2 separate regions of the Sus scrofa genome follow, and region 2 is linked to region 1. Evidence: chromatin contacts called from public Hi-C data. All regions are on one chromosome and are shown on one strand. Each heading gives the region's core, a stretch centred on a gene start, on an enhancer-like site or on the middle of the called end of the contact. The rest is flanking DNA. Distances are from core to core; before and after follow the strand shown. Region 1 holds the start of RAB2B (ras-related protein Rab-2B). Region 2 overlaps SALL2 (sal-like protein 2).

Region 1 (4,118 bases), core at 810-3,309:
ACGTGGGTTCAATCCCCGGCCCTGCTCAGTGGGTTAAGGATCCAGCGTTGCTGCTTAGTTCGCAGACACAGCTCAGATCTCATGTTGCTGTGACTGTGGGGCAGGCTAGCAACTGTAGTTCCGATTCAACCCCTAGCCTGGGAATCTCCATATGCCATGGGTATGGCTCTAAAAAGAAAGAAAAATAAATTAAATTGTGGTGACATGGTTCAGAAGTTGGCAATGATGTGCTTTCATGCGGATGAGGCCAATGTGAAATTTAAAACACTCCAAATAATGAAATTAACCATGGAGATATCACTCAGAAGAAAATGGCAATGAGACTGAAAAGCATCAAACAGATTTTAGTTTTGTTTCTTTTGGCTTTTTAGGGTTGTACCCCTGGCACATGGAGGTTCCCAGGCTAGGGGTCCAATGGGAGCTACAGCCACTGGCCTATATCACAGCCACAGCAATGTCAGATCTGAGCCACATCTGCATCCTACACCACAGCTCACAGCAACACCGGATCCTTAACCCACTGAGTAAGGCCAGGGATCAAACCCTCAACCTCATGGTTCCTAGTCGGATTCATTTCCACTGCGCCCCAAAGCGGAACTCCTAGTTTTATATTGTTTCTAAATTTGCTGCTCATTTATAACACATTCTCCTGTTTAGGAGAATAAAACAAACAGTAAATGCAATGAAGAAAATATGAACAAATAGCAAATGACCCTTGCTAATCAAATTCTCATCCGTGAAAACATTAAGATTTATTATAGGATAAGTTCATTCAACAGCAACTGAGAATTTTTGTTACAAAAAGCTAACAAAAATGGTTTACGACATGTTTGAAAACAAAATCCTCAAAAGATACTGGAAAGTTCATAACTTCAGTTTCTTAAGACTGAGAAATTTATTTGTATCTGTTCCATCTTTCCCTTTTGCCTTGCCTAAGCAAATGACGCATACTTATGACAGTATTTCAACTAAAACTTTTCCAGTAATACTAAAGGACCTCACCATGACCATTACATTTACCTCACAACGTCATAAGAAACTATTATTACAGCCATTTGACAGCTGGGGAAACTGTGACATACAAAGGTGAAGTAAGCTGCTCAAACTCTGAGTCACTGGCAAACAGAAACACATATTCTACTCAACTCCATGTTTTCTGAAGGCAACTATTTCCTTTCATACTGTCGCTAGCAAAACAAGCTAACACCACGTAAGTAAACATAACTTTTTAAAAAATCACTGAGTAGAAAATTTTAATGAAACAAAGACCCCTTCAACAGAGTACGTTTTAAGAGTGAACACATGTCATAGTTATCCTCTACTAGGTAAACTCCTTCCCTCTCCCCAATTTCTTTGGCTGAAACACCTCCCTGCTGCGATCCCCCAAGATTGTTTTAGTTACTTCTCCTTCACAGAAAGAGAAATTCCATTCTGGATTCCAATCCGGAATCACTCTGAAATAAACAGGTACGCTCTTTTCAAGGTCTTGCTCTTCTGATGACAACAACTTCCCAGGCCCTCCCCAGAGCTCTCATAGGCTCTGGAAGCAACTGCCACTCTTCTGCAAACATCAATCACGGCCCCGGATTCCCAACCACCAGCCCCCGGCGTCCACGCTCCCCTCCCCACCACCCTACCCCACCTCCTCTGCCTCAGCAGCCCCCCACCCCCCCGCCGCCGTAACGTCGGCAGCTCTTGCTCACCTCGGCCCCTGACAGGAAGGGGTGCGAGGGTCCAGTGATCGTCAGGTAATTGTCACTTCCTCCGGGAAACTGGAAACCAAAAGAAAGCCGCGAGGATGTTAGAGGAAGTAGGGAATTAGGTTGGAGCGACGGATTCTGACCCCGACATTATGACAACATTCCCGAAACTCGGCTCTCTCCCCTCCCGGCAGCCGCCTCTCCGCCCGACTTCCCATCTCTGCTTCAACCCCGTCAGCCGCGTTCTCTCGCCAGCCTTCTTAGCGCTCAGGCGCTTACCTCCATCTTCACACAACGGCTACCACAGCCTCAGTGCCCTCATCGCTCCCACCGCCTCTACAGGACACGGAACTGCCGTCACTTCCGCAACGACGTGCGTGGCTCTCAGCTGACTGGAAGGAGCGCCGTGGGGCTGTTGTGAGTCAGGCCCGGGAAAGCCGAGCGGACTGAAAGGCTAGCTATCGCCCCCTGGATCTTGGTGGTATTATGGCATGTAGAAGTGTTGGAGGCGCCGCCGGAGGTGGTATCTGGGTATTACCGTCGCTCCGACTGAAAGAGGATTTCGAGGGAGAGCAATAGAGACGTGATCTGGGCTAGAAGGGACCGGAGGTCCGTAGATTGCGTGGCTAGAGAGGCCGGAGGTAAGTGGCTGTAGAAGTCGGGCGGACCCGGAATCCAGAGGAAACGGGACCATGACTTATGCTTATCTCTTCAAGTACATCATCATCGGGGACACAGGTAACCCGCAGACAACAGCTCTCAGGCAGGGGCGGGAATCCGAAGGGCCCAAATCGGGTCTTGGGGGCGGGGCTCATTTAGTGGGCTGGGCCATTAAGTGAGGAGCGGGCGGGGGCGGGGCGGCCGGCCGGGGGCGGGGCTCGGGGCTTGGGGCTCCCCTTCCCCAGTCCCTGATGCCCCGACTTTGGACTGTTCCCCTGCCGTGTAACTGCTAGAACCCACGTCCTCCTTTTTCAGGTGTGGGGAAGTCATGTCTCCTCCTGCAGTTTACAGACAAGCGGTTCCAGCCGGTCCACGACCTCACAATAGGTAAGTACATATTACCTGTCTTAAAGTAGATTATGAAATCTGATTACCTGAAGTGGAAATTTAGCAGCTTTTAGTGTTCAAAGTAAAACATTACCTGCCCTACTTTTTGAACTAGTCCAAAGTTACATTGAGTCTCTAATCAAATGCTGATAAATGGGGAGTAGTGTAATTGGGAGTAAATAATTGAAAAGTAACTAAGAGTTGAGTATGGAGGTGTGGATTAGCTGCCTGTAGGATTTTTTTCCCCAAAATGTAATTTGTATGCTTACGGAAAATCCCACTAAAGCGGAATTACTTATTCAGAAACTAACCTTGTTTTGCGGTAAATTAGTGCGAACTTCACGTGTTTTTCAAAGTAATTACTATATAGATTTTGTGTGTGTGTGGGAGAAGAATAAGCACACTGAAGAGCCATCCCAGACTTAAAATTAAAAGGTAGATGAAGCGAGTAACTTTTCCTTTAAAGAAAAGAGTATGATCGAGTTCCAAAAACAAACTGGTGATACTGGGACATATGAATGTCTTCACACATTTGAAATTAGCTATAGCCTGCTGGGGCCTATACATCCCCTTTCATATCTCCATAACCCCAGCCCAAATAAAGAATATATGTGTTAAACTAGCCTTCCTTGCAGATGTTTCTGAATAAAAGCCTGATTTCCCATTCTTACCAGATTGCCACTTCCAAGTCCCCCCCTTTTGGAAGTCTGAAGCTGCCACTACTCCCAAGGACTTACTCAGAACCCAAATAGCTGATGGGGTTCAAAAAGGATTTAGAGGAAAAATCAACAGGAGAAGATTTTTGCAAATAGTTATTAAGTGAACAACCAACCATACTGTGCAAGGTGCTAATGATACAGTGCTTTTTTTTTTTTTTGGTCTTTTTAGGGCCTCGCCCACACATATGGAGGTTCCCAGGCTAGGGGTCCAATCAGAGCTGTAGCTGCCAGCCTACACCACAGCCACAGCAACGCGCGGGATCCTAGCCGCATCTGTGACCCACACCACAGCTTATGGCAATGCAGGATCCCTAACCTGCTGAGCAAACCTCAGAGATCAAACCTGAGTCCTCATGGATACTAGTCATTAACAGCTGAGCCACGACTAGAAACTCCTTGATAAAGTGCTCAACAATGCAAAGATTGTGCCTACATTGAAAGCGCCATTGTTGGAGGTAGGGCTGGGGGCAGATATTGACAAGTAAATTCTTACTGTAAAAGGAGAGAAGAGTCTGCCACATCTATTGAAAGGCTAAAAATGAAAGAATGAGTAGGAGTCAGCCAGGCAAAGGGGTTACAAAGATGAAGGAAAAGTCATCAGGGCAAGAGGATATTAACAAATGCAAAGTCTCAGGAATGACAGAGATCAGGC
Region 2 (4,118 bases), core at 1,055-3,554, 75 kb before region 1:
TATTTGGGACAGATGAGGGTCCCGATGCAAGTGATATTTAAGTTTCTGCTGTGGCACAGTGGGTTAAGGGTCTGGCATTTCCACAGCTGTGGTGTAGCCAAAAAAAACTAACAAAAAAAAAAGTTCGTAGTATGCAATAAAGAATGAAGATGGTGGTGAAGAAATAGCCTAGAAGTGGGAGGAGGAAGGTTAGAGGTGATTCTTTGGAGGAAAGAGCTAAAGATAGCAACTAGGAAGTACCTGTGGAAATAAAAAGAGAATATTTCCACAGTATTTTATTATTATTTTTTTAAATCTTTTCTAGGGTCGAATGAAGCATATGGAGGTTCCCAGGCTAGGGGTTTAATCGGAGCTATAGCTCTTGGCCTACACCAGAGCCACTGGAACACAGGATCCAAGCCACAACTGCAGCCTACACCACAGCTCATGGCAACACCAGATCCTTAACCCACTGAATCAAGGCCAGGGATCGAACCCTCAAACTCATGGTTCCTAGTCGGATTCATTAACCACTAAGCCATGATGGGAACTCCATTCACAGTATTTTTTGAGACACAACTATGAGAAATATTTTCATATAAGGATTTCTCTGTGGTTATTGCTTTGGTTTTTTCCGTATTTCTGTTTTTGTTATTGTTTCTTAGGAAGAAGGAAAGTGGAAGTAAATTCTGACTAATTAATAGAAGCAAATGCCTTCTACAGGGAAGGTAAAGTTGGGAGGCAAAGCTGCTTTAGGGGACAAGATAACTAGATGTGGTTTAGATATCCTGCTATAGTGGGAAGGAATGGGGAATCCCTCATCCCCTTTAACTCATCAGAGTTAAAGAACTCAGAAGACTGGACTTAAAAATTCCAGAATCTGAAGCCTGTCTCTCTCCTCCATCAGGCCAGGAATGGGGACACACTTCCTCTAAAGATTCAAGTCTTGAGGTATCATCCCTTGCACAGTAAAGGGAAAATCTAAGCTGGCTAAAACTTCAATTTTTATCTCTCTGACATTGTAATTCCCTTCTGAAACTGCCCTAACTTTCCAGTTAAGAACATCACAAGTCCTCAGGTGAATCTCTCCTGAGAAACAAGAGGGGGAGTTCCCGTCGTGGCGCAGTGGTTAACGAATCCGACTAGGAACCGTGAGGTTGCGGGTTCGGTCCCTGCCCTTGCTCAGTGGGTTAACAATCTGGTGTTGCCGTGAGCTGTGGTGTACTGGGAACCTCCATATGCCGAGGGAGCGGCCCAAGAAATAGCAAAATGACAAAAAAGAAAAAAAAAAAGAAACAAGAGGAAGGAGATGGGTCTGTCCTTCCCTAGTCCTTCCTATTTCCTGAAAAGAAAGAGACAGTACCTATGGGTGGGAGGGAGGAGGCAGGGGGCACAGACCACCTCTAGTGGCAGCATTAAGAATCATACCCCTGGGAGTTCCCATTGTGGCTCAGTGGAAAGGAATCTGACAAGTATCCATGAGGACAAAGGTTCGCTCCCTGGCCTCACTCAGTGGATTAAGGATCTGGCATTGCCATGTGCTGTGGCGCAGATCAAAGATGTGGCTCCAATGTGGCATTACTGTGGCTGTGGCTACAGCTCTGATTTAACCCCTAGCCTGGGAACCTCCATATACTCCTAAAAAAACAAGGGAGGAAAAAAGTGTCATACCCCTGAGGAACCAGAGAGGCCATATCAAAAAGACAGCAGAAGAGTTCCCATTGTGGCTCACTGGTAACTAACCCAACTAATATCCATGATGATTCGGGTTCCATCCCTGGCCTCGCTCAGTGGATCAAGGATCTGTGTTGTGGTGAGCTGTGGTATAGGCTGGCAGCTGCAGTTCTGATTCTTGACCCCTAGTTCCATATGCTGAGGGTTAGGCCCTAAAAAAAGGCAAGGAAAAAAAAAAAAAAAAAAGACTGTGGAATAAACGGTAAACTAGCAAAGGGTGCCCTCTAGAAGGAAAAGGAAGGAAAAAGCACCTTCCAGCTCTGGGATTACACTGAATTTATGGTAAGAAGACATTTGGGTAGGAAATAACTCCTGTGGAGTTGGGAGATATAGACTAGACCTTGTGTACCCATATTTGGATTGGATACAAAAAAAAAAAAAAAAAAAACTGAGTTATCAACATAAAGATATTTAAATATTTTTAAAATATATGTGAGAAGGAGCAAGTACTAAATGCTAAATACTTTCCTGGGAGTGCCTCCTGCATGTTAAGTCTGCATCCTCTTCCTTTTGCTGCTAAACCTGCATTGCAGGCTCTCACTCATCACTCACCTTGGCAGTAAGTTTGTGTTTCGACCACCAGGTGGCGATGTCCCACTGTACCTCACTGACGATCAAAGCGAAGCGAGGTCCTCATGAAATTTGGGGGAGGGGGCAAGGGGCAGGTTCTTTGGTTTCACTAGTTATACAAATAAGCACTTGCCTTCACGCCCAAGAGCAAAAAGAATTTGGAGAGTGAGCATAAAAGGTCAGGCAGTAGCTGCCTCTTCCTCTCTTTTTGTTTTCTTAGCCCTTTGGTTTCCATGGGGATCTCTGTTTGAGCAGCAACTCTGAATCCATTTTCTGCCCCTCCAGGCTTGGGGCTGAGCCCAGAGACTGGCTATGAAGAACAGCAGGAGTTGGAATGGCTTGTGAGGAAGAGACTCATTTGGTGAATTTGGGTAGCAAAAGATGGGGACAGGTATAGGAGAAGGAGTGACGGAGTGAGCCTTGGAATGGGATGCACAGAGGGATACGAATGGCAAATAATGTTTTAGTTCAAATAAAATCAGGGAGCATTAAAAATCTTTCCCAAAACTCTTGAATCAGGGACCCTTTGTGAGAACATAGACCATTTCAGGACACACTCTGGACCCTTTATATTACCACGTTCTCTCCCACCCCTATCCAAAAACATCAGTAGACCTGTGTCAGTACCTGCCTGGGTGCTGATATGTCCTCCAGTTCCGAATGCACTCGAGCAAGAGATGAGACCGCCAAGGAAAACTACCCACTGTACTCCCCAGGCAAAGTATAGTGACAAACACATAGTAAACTCTCAGCAAAATATTTGTTGAATGGATAAATAATTAAATGAGTGATAAGAGTAGGGTAGCCTTGACTAATTTTACTTAATCCTTGAGAGAAGATACAAGACAAAGAAAAAATGTTATTTTCTTGTCATCAAAATCACGAAGATGTGGGACTTCCCATCGTGGCACAGTGGAAACGAATCCGACTCGTAACCAAGAGGTTGTGAGTTCGATCCCGGCCGTGTTCAGTGGGTTAAGGATCCAGCGCTGCCGTGAGCGTTGGTGTAGGTTGCAGATGCATCTCGGACCCTGTGTTGCTGTGGCTGTGGTATAGGCCAGCAGCTGTAGCTCCGATTGGACCCCTAACCTGGGAACCTCATATCCTTGAGTAAGGCCCTAAAAAGAAAAAAAAATAAAATCATTTAGATGTGAATGTGTTCATTCACAGATCAATTCATTCAAAGATTGATTAGGGGGGTTTGTTGTCGTTCTGCTTAAATCAGAGGTTTTTCATATGTGCATTACTAATAGCCCCTGTTTGTAAGAGTATTTGCATTTCCGTCAGTTAGGGCCATTATTCAGTAGTCATTCATGGATAGTGGTCAATCTACATATGAACAGCCCTCTACCTGGGGATAGAATCAAGTTTTCCCTCTAATGGATTACCTTGCAGCCCCACCTTTCCACCTTACTTTCTCTCCCATTATCCTTTTTAATTACCACTCTCAGTAATTATCTAATTTATTTACTTGCATTTTTATTGCTTGTCACTTTCCACAGATAATAAGCTCCTTGCTGCTTTCCTCCACAGAGCCTCCTATTCTAAATTTTAATCTAAATGTTCAAGTCTTATCTTAAAAAAAAAAAAAACAAACTTCAATTTAAGTGACTTCATCCACCTTTAATCTATTCACCCTCCTGCCCTCCAGTTTGAAATGACCTTTCCTCCCTCTGAATGTGTACATATTTGATCTGCATCTCTCCTAGCCTTCACCCCTTGCTACGTATGCAGGACAGAATAATATTAGTCAACAAATGTAGAGAGCTTGAAAGATTGGCCAGGCACTGGGCCAAAGGCTTTAACTGAGTTTTGTTAAATTTCCACCACAATCC

What was found. Hi-C and Micro-C count contacts between places; a contact is called where the count stands out from the background.
Region 2: a Hi-C map of embryonic fibroblasts shows a contact between it and region 1, with 2.4 times the contacts expected there. The contact joins the enhancer-like site here to the promoter of RAB2B in region 1. A contact is called at or near these places in 1 of 5 promoter capture datasets (liver) and 7 of 47 Hi-C or Micro-C datasets (embryonic fibroblasts, epiblast stem cells, heart right ventricle and 2 more).

What each region holds. Positions count from the first base shown.
Region 1 is chr7:77,696,848-77,700,965 of Sscrofa11.1, forward strand. RAB2B (ras-related protein Rab-2B) reads left to right here and starts at 2,060. Exons shown (of 8, transcript XM_013978245.2): 1 at 2,060-2,438; 2 at 2,676-2,747. The coding sequence starts at 2,393. It overlaps TOX4 (TOX high mobility group box family member 4), which reads right to left and starts at 2,105. Exons shown (of 9, transcript XM_001929118.6): 1 at 1,980-2,105; 2 at 1,704-1,772. The coding sequence starts at 1,985.
Region 2 is chr7:77,621,952-77,626,069 of Sscrofa11.1, forward strand. The region is part of intron 1 of SALL2 (sal-like protein 2); the gene reads left to right. Among named protein-coding and RNA genes, the nearest start is that of METTL3, 38 kb to the right of the region's middle. Within about 2 kb of position 2,305, at least 15 of the 83 cell types and tissues checked have an H3K27ac peak or open chromatin away from gene starts, as enhancers often do. A contact at or near this core is called in embryonic fibroblasts and epiblast stem cells, where this site is marked.